Linked DNA regions of Gossypium hirsutum: region 2 is linked to region 1. Evidence: chromatin contacts called from public Hi-C data. All regions are on one chromosome and are shown on one strand. Each heading gives the region's core, a stretch centred on a gene start, on an enhancer-like site or on the middle of the called end of the contact. The rest is flanking DNA. Distances are from core to core; before and after follow the strand shown. Region 1 holds the start of LOC107905304. Region 2 holds the start of LOC107905293 (dnaJ protein P58IPK homolog).

Region 1 (6,611 bases), core at 1,498-3,997:
GTACGTTGCATATGATTGACAAAAATAAGCATGTTAAGTTGAAAATTTTTAATAGAAATTACATGCAACAATAATATTTGAACTAGAATTTTTAAAATGAAAACGTAAAAAGATTAAATTTTTAGCTTTTAAAATACAAATATTAAATCTCAAATTCTGAACTATGTAAAGGGAATGTAGCATATTTTAACTTTTTTTTATATGAATGCCTGGTTGGATATTATTTCAATGTGAAATTGTTTCTTTTAAAAAGTTAAACCCATAAATTGTTTTGTCATTTGTTGGGGATCGATCTGTATAAACAACGAGTAAGAAAAGTAAAGAAAATCGAACGCACAAATATTTACATGAAAAACTCCTCTGAAGAGGATAAAAACCACGAGTAAAGAAAACTTCACTAATCGACAAACCAACGGAGAGTAAAAGATGAAGAAAATAAACCTAAAAGAGCAAAACCCAAAATCCGAATATAGAACTCTCTCAAAAACTCTTCACCAAATCTCACGTAAGAGATATTTCACTAACTCTCTAAAACAGGGTTACAAAGACCTTTTAAATAGGCTAATATTAAAGTTCTAATATGACTAAAATATTTCTAGATTAATCAGAGTTTAACTGAGAAAAAATAAGATAGTGGAGTTTAACTGGGAGAAAAGAAACTCTTTTTAAATTTAATACACTTTACCACTTCGTGATGAGGCATATCATCTCGTTGCGACGTCGTCTCTACTTCACCATTTTAACGTTGTCGCATTGTCCCGATGATCCTCGCCATAACGTTGATTTTGTTTCGTCTCTAATTTGTCCGGAATGCGACAGAGTATGCCTTATAATATAATCAATAAGTAAAATTATGTTATTAGTATGCATAGATTACAAATTTAATCAGTATATTTTAATATTTTATATTTTCGAGTTTAATCCAGCAGCAAAAATTGGGATTAGGTCCAAATATGTAAAGAGAGAGCAATCATGATTTTTATTGACAGATGATTGTTGGGCCTTAGAAAAGTTGAAAGTGATTGGATTTTTCTTTTGGTGAAATTCGATCCATTTTAGTGGAATGACACTTGTAAATAGATGAGTTTAACTCCAAATTCGATTACCCGACGCACTTCAATAGTTGTCCGTTAAAGTTATAAATATAATCTAATGATTGACCGTTAAAATTATAGGAGTGAAGTTAAAAATGTAATTTCATCATTTTATTAATGTAAAATTTTATAATTTCGAAGGGATTAAACTATATGCTTTTTGTTTTTGGAAATTTAAATTTTAAAAAGGTTTTGAATATAATGTTACCGTTAAATTAATTTAAAATTTTACAAATACTCAAAGGATTAAAAGAATAATTTTTTATTTTTGGGGAGCCAGAGCCCTGCCTACCTCCTCTATGCATAATCTATGGTGGAAGCTTGTTTCAAAGAAGTGGATGTTAATTTGATTCTTCCACATCGAAGTAGCTTTTGTACAAATTGATGGTTGTCCATTAAAGTTATATGCATAATCTTAACTTGCTTTTATGATATTTGATAATGGAAGCTTATTTTAGTGAAGTTGCTTTTAATATGGTCCTTTTGTATCAAAGTAGCTTTGTCGGATTTGATGGTTGTCCAATAAAGTTATAAGCATAGTTTTAGCTTGCTTTCATGATATTCGATGGTGGAAGTCACTCTTAGTCTCTTCAATTTGGTTTTAGAATTTCTGGCCTTGTTTTGTACGAGATTTGAGTCTATGGATGCTATTGAAATTAGTGATTCAAATACATCCTTACCCATTAAAATTAAGGGGAGATGGTTGAAGGATAATTGTTAGGTTGGAGTAGTTTTGAGTCAAGTTGATTCGGATTTAAAATTTCAATATAAAACTCTAAAATTTAGGTTTAAAGAATAGAAATCAGTGGCTGAAGGGTTTTTCAATTCAGAAATTTCGTATTCGACTTGTCTAAAGATTTTTGCTTGCATAGTCTTCACTAAATTAATTATAACTTAAGTTTCCGAACTCGAATTGATGCATTTTAAAGTGCATTGCGAAGTTAAATGAGATCTTCAATTCATAAGAAGATAACTAAAAAATACCCGAATTCTATTTAAAAATACATTACAAATTGATCGATGTTCCAAATTTGAACTCAAATGAGTTTTTTTTGTAAGAGAAGATAGGGATGGGAATGTGTAAGATATTTTTTTTCATATAAGCAAATCAAAGAAGAAAGCAAGCAAGCAATTATGATTCATTGACTCTTTGTCTATAATAGCCATTATGTTTCCATTTAGTGGAACTCCCCTATTTAGGCTGCTTCATGTTACAATTGCAACAAAGCCACTAAGGGTGGGTTTGGATGGGCAATTGGGTGCGGTGCGGTGCGTTTAGCTTACTTTTTGTCTCACGCTACAGTATCACTACAGTATCTAATCTCACCTCCACCGCTGTTTTTACACTAACCGCAGGTAAACGCACCGCCCATCCAAACTCACCCTAAATCTCTTGTATGGGTGGAAGATTTTTTTAATGTTTTTTTAAATATTTTAAATAAATATTTTTAGTTTAATTTTTAGTTTTTTAATAAAATTTATATTATTATATATTTAAGCAAATATAGATATATTGATATACAAATATAAATTTTAAAATAGTTAAGAAGAAAAATAAAATTAATTTAAAATATTAAAATCTTGATCAAAAATCAAAATACATCAAAATAATAAAACATTTCGAAATTTTAATCGAAACAAAACTTAAATACCAATTTAATTGGATGCCTCTATAAAATGCACCTAAGCTAACCAAAACTCTTACATAAACCCATCTTATTATTTGGTTCCATTAACTAAAGAATGTGGAGCGTGAAGCTTTTGGTGCTGTTTCTGGTTGCAATGATGGTGAGTTCTAGTTGCATGACAACAAGGCCGACGAGAGCTGTGATCGGCGGAACATACGGCTGGCGAGAGCAACAGCGATACCATGCCGTCAGGAAAGAAAATGAGGTTGAACGACGGAAGAACATGGTCGAGGATAGCTCGGACAAGAACATAGACAATCACCACAACATTCCAAGACAAAGGTATGATGATTGGGGCAACAATTCTCCCAACATTGGTGATGAAGGAAATGAATAGAAATCAATACCATTGAGCTATGTGCTATATGTTGTGAGGTTATTTTGAAATATGAGAATTTCTATTTAAAAAACATGAGTGTTTTAAATTAAAATCGGAACCGTTATTGATTTTTTTTAGTTAAGTATAATCGTTTACTTGTAAAATCACCTTTTATAAAAAAAAAATAATTTTAAGATTCGCGTTAAAATCCATAAAAAAAATTAAGTTTGAAAATTAATTATGTAAAGTGTAGTACCCTCACGACATTCAAAATTAATACATTGATAACTATGCGATATTAAAAATTTCAAAATTCAGAAATACGAAACCTAGTATTTAATTATAATCCTTTGAAGCATTCATATATAATAAAACAATTTTATTTGAACTGAAGCATATTAAATGTGTCCATGCTTACACATAATTGCTTGTTTACGAAAAAGGTTTTCAACCTTTTTATCTACCTTCTTGATTATATTTTCTTTTTTGATAATTTCATTATAGGCTAAGATTATATTTATTTTTTTTGATGTAATGTCTAAAATTATTATAGTTTTTTTAACTCATAAATAAGAGATAATACATTTCAGAGCATTGGAACCTATGTCATCCTATATTAACAATAATATTCATGTTAATCGAGCTAAAACTCAATCGAGTATTGAACACGTATCTTAATACTTCTAAAAAGAATCCCTTCTTTTCTATTGTGTTTGAGCGTCGGCCACCCAAAGGGTATACGACCACCGCTTCACATTCTCCAACACTAATGGTTCATCGTCGTTTAGGTTTGGGATGATGACTTTAGGTAAACCGAAAGGGTCCCCTTTTTTACTTCCTTTTGACCTTTCTCCTACCTTGTCGGCAAGTTTTGAGTAAAAGGGTCGTGGGTGGTGATGGTAATGGTGGGCTATTGTGTGAAGCTCGGTTGAGGAGGTAGGAAGTTACAAATATGGTGAACAGGGTTGTGAAGGGCGGAGATGTTGAGTGGGCGAAAGAGAATGTGGAATTTGGTTTTTCTTCCGTAAAAGAATCTACCTGTTGAATTTAAGGTTTCGGCTATTAAAAGGTGCATGAGCTCCTCATGGGATTGCCAGCTGCTACAATGAGCTGAAGGTACTGCTGCCAGGACCCGCGACCCTGCGACCTTGCAATTATCCTGTGCAGCTAACGAGCCAACAAGAGTTTTGGACTTTTTTTTTGTAGTTTTATAAAATAGTTAACTATTCTCTTACTAATGGGTCAAAGCCCAAAGCCTTTTTTGTCCATCACTATCCAAGCAAATAAAATTCGATGTCTACACTATATATATCAAAACTAAAGTTGGCTTGGCTGTTAAGAGTTTGTCTATGTTTATTTTTGGCAATTAAAAGGCGTATTTTTTTTATGGAATTAGCATTGATTTTAATGGTCAAAAAGCATTTCTTTTGGAAATTAAAAAAAACACCTTCAAATTTACATCTTTTTATTTCAATAAGACTCAACTGGCAAAGCAAACATAGTTTGCAAAAACAAGAATAAAATTATTTATTTAAAATGTAAGACATTATTCACTTAAATTCTAAAATTATTAAGATAAAAATATGGGTAAATTGTAAATCTATTCCCTTATATTTACTTAAAATTACATTTTGATATGAAAAATTACTTTATAATCACTAATATTATTGACTTATAACATCACTCAACCACTAACTCAAGTTGAGTTTAACTTTAAAATCAAATTGTGTAAATAGCCTCCATAGTTTTTCTTTTGAGCTAATTTAATTATTTTACTTCTTTTCTTCAAAGACTCGAGGAGAAAAATGATGATTAGATCTGTCTAAAGCCCGAGTTATCTAGACTCGGTTATCTACTTAATCTGGTAAGCTTAATATAAGATAATTCGATCCAACCCATAAATAAGCCTGAAAAGAGGCATTTTCTATCAAACGAGAAGACAAATTTCCAGCAAAAGAGAAGGCAAAAGGAAACAAGTTCCATAACCATAACTGCTTCAGATGCACTTACAGACATCGGAATTTTTGAGTTTCGAACTAAAACTGAAGCTTGTGCACAAAATATGTAAGTAAAACATATTGCTTAAACATCAGTTTAGCCATATTCCTGGCTGTTAAAATTGCTAAAAGTTGTGTTTCTTTTAACTTGTTGCAACGTTTACCAGATATTTCCTACTGGTCTGGGAACATATTTATATGTGCAGATTACGATAGGTGTTAAAAGAGGGGGGACTGTTAGGGGAAAAACACGGCTTCTTTACAACTAAAACTCGAATTGCAGCTTTGATTCACTGCAAATCGACTGAAAATGCACTACTTCAATTACACTTCTTTCCGCGTAGGTTTCTCCCGTGAGTGTTGATTGGAGCGGCTTTAGTTGTTGTCGGTTGTTTGGATGAAGGATCGGAATTGATGGATGAAAGATTTGGGCTGCGAGCCTTTGGGTATGGATGAATGGTCGCAAGTTCACGGATACGGCATACCACTGTCTTTGGTAATGGACGTACATAATGCTTCACGTTAGTCTCACCCTGCAACTAACGTTTAAAACAATGATTGTGATTGCACCATATATAAACTGCTCTTAGTAAAACACAATATGACCATGAAGAAAAATTGTCCTACTGACATTGTAGTGAGTGGACCACTTAATTAGGCAGATCAAATCAACTTGGATCGAGTCAATTTAAGCTTTAAAATTGCTAGGTCATGTCAATTTTGTTCATTTTTGAGTTCAGGTCATTTTGGGTTGGAGTCGTTTCAGGTTGGGTTTGGTCATGTACACTTAGGTCTTTTTGGGTTAATTGTTTGATTCATTTCAAGTTCAAAGGGTTCAGATTGTTGACTTTTTATAGTCAAACAAGGTAGAGTCGGGTTAATCAAATCAGGTTCTTGGAATCAGACTAGAAGTGATAAGTCTAATAAGGAGTAATGTAACTCGAAACAATAATTTGAATATGAAAGTGCAAATAAAGAAGGAAAAAACGAAAAACGGGAAGCTAACCTCTTTCCTGTTGTGTTTATGAGCAGAGCTAGATCTTAGAAGGTTTCGCCATTTGTCCTGTAGAGGGAGATCCGTATTTAAAAATAATTTGAGTATGAAAACATGGGGAAAACTATATGGTTGGATAAAGCAGCGAGGTACCCTTAGATCAACAGGTGTCCGGTAAGCAGATGATGCGAATAGAAGCTTTTTAATATCGGTCCATCTTCCAACACCATACTGAGCAATTCCATCAACCAACTTAATCACCTCCGCAAGAGTCCACATCCTTTGATGCTTCCTCCTATCACAAGCCGTTTTGAATCTTTTGGTCCTCTTACACTCATCTTCAGATTCAGATGCTGAAAGCTCACAATCAGATTCAAACTCCTGCAAAGAAAAAGAGAAAAATAATCACACTGAAGGAAGTACGATTTACTACTTCCAAAGCTGCAAAACAAAAAACGAAAATCAAGGAACGAGAATGCCATCTCCTCGTGCAAGTGAGAACAACAGTATCACATCCTC
Region 2 (5,891 bases), core at 523-3,022, 140 kb before region 1:
AACCTTAAAATGTCCCTCATTTACAGTGTTTTGAAGAAATGAAGCGATAAAAGGATAAGTCGATCCTTTCCCTTATGTGCTGTCATCTTTTCTTGCATTGTCTTCCATCTTGAGGGCTTGCTAAGGTGGTCGATCTCGTATTTGATTTGTTTCTTTTGTGGGAATCATTGGTCACACTGGCATAATGTGAGTTTATCTTTCTATATAAATTCGACAACCGTAAAATATCTATATATTATGTGATTTACAGAGATGTATTATCACATTATTTTAAAATGATACTAATGCTTTCATTGCTCTTCATCCAGATATGGACATTGTTATCATACTCTGGAAAGATTATATAGTGCATTGTTTTGTGTATTTCTTCATCCAGATATGGGGCATTGTTAACGTTATTTAAATTGGCTTATATATATAGTGTGGTATTTTGGTAAATAAAGCTATTAAGAGCTAAATCCCAATCACTTAATTAAGAATCAATCATTATATCGTGGTTTTGTAAACTTTGGAATTTAGTTTTTGTATTTTTTATTTTTAAAAATTTAGTCAGATTTCAAACTTCGGATTCAATTATTAACATTGTTAAAATTATTTTGTTAAATTCAGGTTCATTATAATGTCATTTTTTGGTTACATGATTATCAAGTGAGTTTTTTTTTAATTATTTAAAAGTGTCATATCAACAAATTCAACAAAGAAAAAGAAATTTTTTTAATAGATTAATAATTGGATTTTAATTTTGAAGTCTCAAAAATAGATGGATTAAAATTTAAATTTGTAAAGAATATAAAGATTTATTGAATATTTTAGCTAAACTACGCTTACTAATGTTGCCAAGTTGGTTATTAGAATAACAAACTTAACAAGTTTAGGATGGATTTGGATAGGCAGTGCGTTTGTGTGGTTAGTGTAAAAATAGCGATAGTAATGAGATTAGATATTGTAGTGATATTATAGTTTGAGAAAAAAAGTAAGCTAAATACACTGTATCGCACCCTACCGTCCATCCAAATCCACCCTTAGGGTGCTTAGTTGAGAGGAAAAAATTGAAAGGGCGTTTGTGTAAAATTGGTTTTTTTTATGAAATATTCATCCAACTGAAAAAAAAAACTCCATAAAAGATTTTTTTTTTGATAAATTTTTTCATAAACAGTATCATCACTTGTAAATTTTAATAAAAATTTCGTCAAAAAAGTAGTATATCAAACTAAAAATCAATTGCAAAGAATATAGATAGATATTCCATACAAGTAATATTTTTGAAAAGATTTTTGAATTTTTATAAAATTTAAATGTTTAGACTTTTTTTTCGATTATTTAAGTTTTGAAATTGATAGTCATTTAAAAAAATTTGGAAATATTTTTTATAAATGTACTGAATTTTTTTAAAACTTTTTTTGGACAATTTTGAATTTTAAATATTTTTTACTACTTTCTATAGATTTTAATTTTTTTTCATTTTAAAATTTTTAATGATTTAAAAAGAATCAAATTTATGGATGGGTCTAGTTCCTTGGGCTTTTTTATGGCCCAACATTAAGGAAATCCAGGAAATTATTTGAATTGGGCCAGTCTCAAGTCGAGAGAAAAATTATTCTATGACGTGTCAATATTCTACTGCTAAAAATTCCACGTACACTTTGGTCCCATTAAATTCTACGTGTATTCCATCAATTGGTTGAAATAACGTGGAATGACATGCAAATCCTCGGATCATCGATCATTTCTTCTAAAAAATATTCGAACAAATTTTTTATAAATTCAAATTCCATTAATTTTTTATTTTCATTTACTGACAAATATTTGGTTTTCTCAAAATACCCGAACCCAAAAAAATTGCCAATTAAACATCAAAAAGGTATTCCTATGTAAATCTATTGATTTATAGAGAACTGAATGAAGAACAATGTTGAAGAGTTTGAGTTTGAACTGGGCCTTCAATTCAATGGCTTGGAAAGGACTTGTCTACACAGCTTTTATACTGAATTTTGTATTGATTTGTCAGCATTTGCTTCTTCAGCCTCTCGTTTCTGCTTTGGGTTAGTTTTCTTTTTTAACTTTGTTGTGTTTTTTCTAGTATTCCCATTAATTTGTTGCTGATTTGATAGTTTGATCTGTGTTTTTTTCTCAAAATAAAATTAGTGTGCTTTAGCTTTAATCTTATCTGGGGTTTTGTTTGAGTGTGGTTAAATGATGTTTTTGGGTTAAAGATTGTGAGAAAGTCGGAAGTCTTCGAAGGGAAAAAGGGAAATTTTAATCAGTTTTTTTATATAGTCAATTAGTCATTTTATGCTTTTATTAATTGCTTATGCATTGCTATATTAATTCATCCAACTTGAGTAGAATTGTGAGAAAAATAAAATGAAAATTTTAAAATTGCAAATGGGAAAAAGTTTTGAATTTTATGATATGCAAAAATCGCCATTATCTAGTAAAATGATTATCAAATATATTGGATCTTAATTGGGTTAGGATGGATAGTTTTATCATATTTTATGGTTCATCATCATATTTGGTAATTAGTCATTAGCCTTCTATTGTGAACATTGATGAATTAGAATTTGTCTTTTGGATAATTCGGGTTGAAAATACCCGTTTTTGTGATCGAACTTACTTCAAAATGTACCATATGAAATGAATTGAGAAGTGTTGAGGGGAATCAGCTCTCTTTCGGGAGTAGTCTTTGAAGTGTCGTCCATTGAGCAGCTGATCGGGCCCTCAAACAGTGGAGGAATTGTGCTCAGGGTATCTATGCTCAGTTTTAGCCTCAGGTTTTGTCTCCCAACTCCAAGGAGAGCCCAACGGGTTCATGGAGTTTGGGGAGCGCCTCGCCATCAAGGAAATGTTTAGCATTTTGGCCTCCTTGGTGGGGTTGAAATCCATGCCCTTATATGGCATTAGTGGTTAAGAACACTACCACTTGGCTAGACTAGGTGCTCAGCAATGTCTTCATAGAAGTGCATCGTCTGTTTCATTGTTGTATGATGTTTTAAGTCTGAGGAGCCAAATAGCCAGTGCTTGCTTTTTGAACATCGAAATTAATATTCTTGGAGTTTGCAACCATTGCATATACTTTCAATATGTCTTTGCTTAACATTTCAACTTGGATGTGTAGATGAAAATCTAGGAAATGCTGCTGAGTTGTTCGAGAGAGTTTCACAGAGTATAAAAGTGAAGCGTTATAGTGAGGCACTCAATGATCTCAATGCTGCTATTGAGGCAGATCCAGCACTTTCAGAAGCATATATGCGCCGTGCATCCCTTTTATGTCAGCTATGCCGGTATTGTTGAATCATAGGAAGTTTGGATATATATATATATAATCTATCATTCGCAGTACTCTCTTTTCCTTTCACATTTTTGGTTAAAAAAATGATGAAAACTACTACGAAACTATGATTTTATTGAGCTATCCTGAAGTCTTTGATGGCATTTGTCTGTACTAAAAATGTTTTTTCATTGCAGATACGAGGAATCGGAGAAAAGCTACAAAAAGTTTCTAGAACTAAAACCCAGAAATTCTGTTGCTGAAAAGGAACTATCTCAGTTACATCAGGCTCAAAGTGCTTTGGAAACAGCTTTCGGTTTATTTGAGTCCAAGGATTATACAAAAGCTTTGGATTATGTGGATAAAGTTGTACTCGTTTTTTCTCCAGCATGCTCGAAGGTAGCATATACTTTACATTTCTGTTGTATTTTTTATAGCAATATTCATAAACTCTAATATGCTTCATTTGCTGCAGGCTAAGATGCTAAAGTTGAAACTGCTTTTAGCGGCTAAAGACTATTCTAGTGTTATTTCCGAATCCGGGTTTATTCTCAAGGAAGATGAGAACAATCTTGAGGCCTTACTCCTCCGTGGTCATGCTTATTACTATTTAGCAGATCATGATGTTGCCCAAAGGTTTGTTTAAAATTTTCTTGTTTATGAGCTATTGAAATCACATACATAATTGGGATTTATAGTTATAATACACGATCTTTTCAGGCATTACCAGAAAGGTCTTCGCCTCGATCCAGAGCACGGTGAACTGAAGAAAGCATATTTTAGATTGAAAAATTTATTGAAGAAGACTAAAAGTGTATGCCCACCAAACATGTTTCCAAATTTTCCTTTTTGGTTTTGTTGGTAAAAGTACCTTGGATGCACCTGTATTAAGAATTAGATTGCATTTTGTCTTCTTTATTCAAAAAATAGGCAAATTAGTCCTTTTACATTAGATCATAGAGCAAACTGATCCTTTCTGTTAAAAATTTAATTTATTTTTACTGTTAAAAACTAGTGTGGCTATTAAAATAACCAGATAGTTATATGTGGCGTGCCACGTGTACCTTATGCTAACGTACAGGGACCAATTTTTCATTGTAAAAATGGATAGGATTTTTAATAAAAGGACGAGTTTGCTCTTTGATCTAACACGGATGGACTAATTTGCTTTTTTTTTAGTAATAGGGGCAAAATGCAATTCGACCCCAATATAAGGGCATCCATAGTACTTTTACCTGTTTTTTTTGTTTGTTTGAGATTAGTGTAGGCCTATAGGGTTTAGATACATGGGGTATTGGCCTTATTTTATCAAGATATTTCGACTCTTGGAATGTGTAGGCAGAAGATAATGCAAACAAGGGTAAGCTGCGCGTTGCCGTTGAGGACTACAAAGGAGCACTTGCATTGGACCCAAATCATCTTGCTCATAACGTGCATCTTCACCTTGGATTATGTAAGGTCTTGGTTAGGCTCGGAAGAGGGAAGGATGCTTTAAGTAGTTGCTCTGAGGCGCTTAACATTGATAAGGAACTTCTCGAAGCTTTAGTACAGGTTTGTTGTATAGTCAAATGATAACGATACACTTTGTCGAACTTTATACTGCAGTTGGTTGAAGTACATTATGCCGTAATTCTCGCTCTTTAACTATGTGTGCATGTGTCAGAGGGGTGAAGCTAAACTTTTAACAGAGGACTGGGAAGGTGCCGTTGAAGACCTAAAATCGGCAGCTGAGAAATCACCTCAGGTTAGTCATAATATCAAATTTGGATGACAATTATCTCGATTAAAATTTTCTTCTTCCAGAGTATAGTTTTAGGCTTCTCTATGGTATTTAGATCAGTAACATGCTATGCACATATTTGTTTCTATACCTAAAGATACACGGTTCTCTTTTGTGGTTCCTCATAATAACAATTTTTTGAATCTAAGACTGGTTTTGTAGTCGTTTCGATTTGTGCATTTTGAAGATCTTTTGAATTCTACCAAAGTTCATTTTCATGGTTTCTTACTCTTTGTTAGAATTGTTGCTAAGTAAGAAACCCAGGTTACAAATTAGAGGATACCATGCATAAGATAGGTATCTTGAGTCCACGACCCATGGCACCTACCAAAACACACTGAGCAATAACCTCTGGTTCGACTTTGAGAGTTATATTTGGCTATTGTCCTAATCACTTGTACCTCTAATTCATGAGAGCTAAAAATTGATTTGCAGGATATGAATATCCGTGAGGCGCTTATGAGGGCTGAGAAAGCTTTAAAGATGAGCAAACGCAAAGACTGGTACAAAATTCTCGGTGTTTCAAAGACTGCTTCGGTAGCTGAAATAAAACGTGCGTACAAGAAACTCGCTTTACAATGGCACCCTGATAAGAATGTTGATAATAGAGAAGAAGCTGAGGCACAATTCCGAGAAATTGCTGCTGCGTACGAGGTATATGATTCATTAATATTTAACTTTCTTTATCAATCCCATTTGTTTTTTACATGAATGAAATGTTGCTTACAGGTTCTTGGAGACGAGGAAAAAAGAACAAGGTATGATAGAGGAGAAGATATTGAAGACATAGGTATGGGAGGTGGTGGTTTCAATCCGTTTGGCGGTGGTGGTGGAGGACAA

The links. Hi-C and Micro-C count contacts between places; a contact is called where the count stands out from the background.
Region 2: a Hi-C map of fibers shows a contact between it and region 1, with 2.1 times the contacts expected there. The contact joins the promoter of LOC107905293 here to the promoter of LOC107905304 in region 1. A contact is called at or near these places in 8 of 34 Hi-C or Micro-C datasets (fibers, hypocotyl, leaf and 1 more).

Annotation. Positions count from the first base shown.
Region 1 is chrD01:63,450,158-63,456,768 of Gossypium_hirsutum_v2.1, reverse strand. It overlaps LOC107905304, which reads left to right and starts at 2,747. Exons shown (of 2, transcript XM_016831931.2): 1 at 2,747-3,064; 2 at 3,890-4,487. The coding sequence starts at 2,838. The coding sequence ends at 3,980. It overlaps LOC107905305, which reads right to left. Exons shown (of 10, transcript XM_016831934.2): 8 at 6,246-6,473; 9 at 6,105-6,161; 10 at 5,060-5,631. The coding sequence ends at 5,419.
Region 2 is chrD01:63,594,097-63,599,987 of Gossypium_hirsutum_v2.1, reverse strand. It overlaps LOC107905293 (dnaJ protein P58IPK homolog), which reads left to right and starts at 1,772. Exons shown (of 9, transcript XM_016831921.2): 1 at 1,772-2,042; 2 at 3,119-3,284; 3 at 3,469-3,670; 4 at 3,747-3,907; 5 at 3,992-4,085; 6 at 4,610-4,822; 7 at 4,935-5,015; 8 at 5,487-5,705; 9 at 5,781-5,891. The coding sequence starts at 1,910. LOC107905292 (syntaxin-71) reads left to right here. Exons shown (of 9, transcript XM_016831919.2): 9 at 27-363. The coding sequence ends at 42.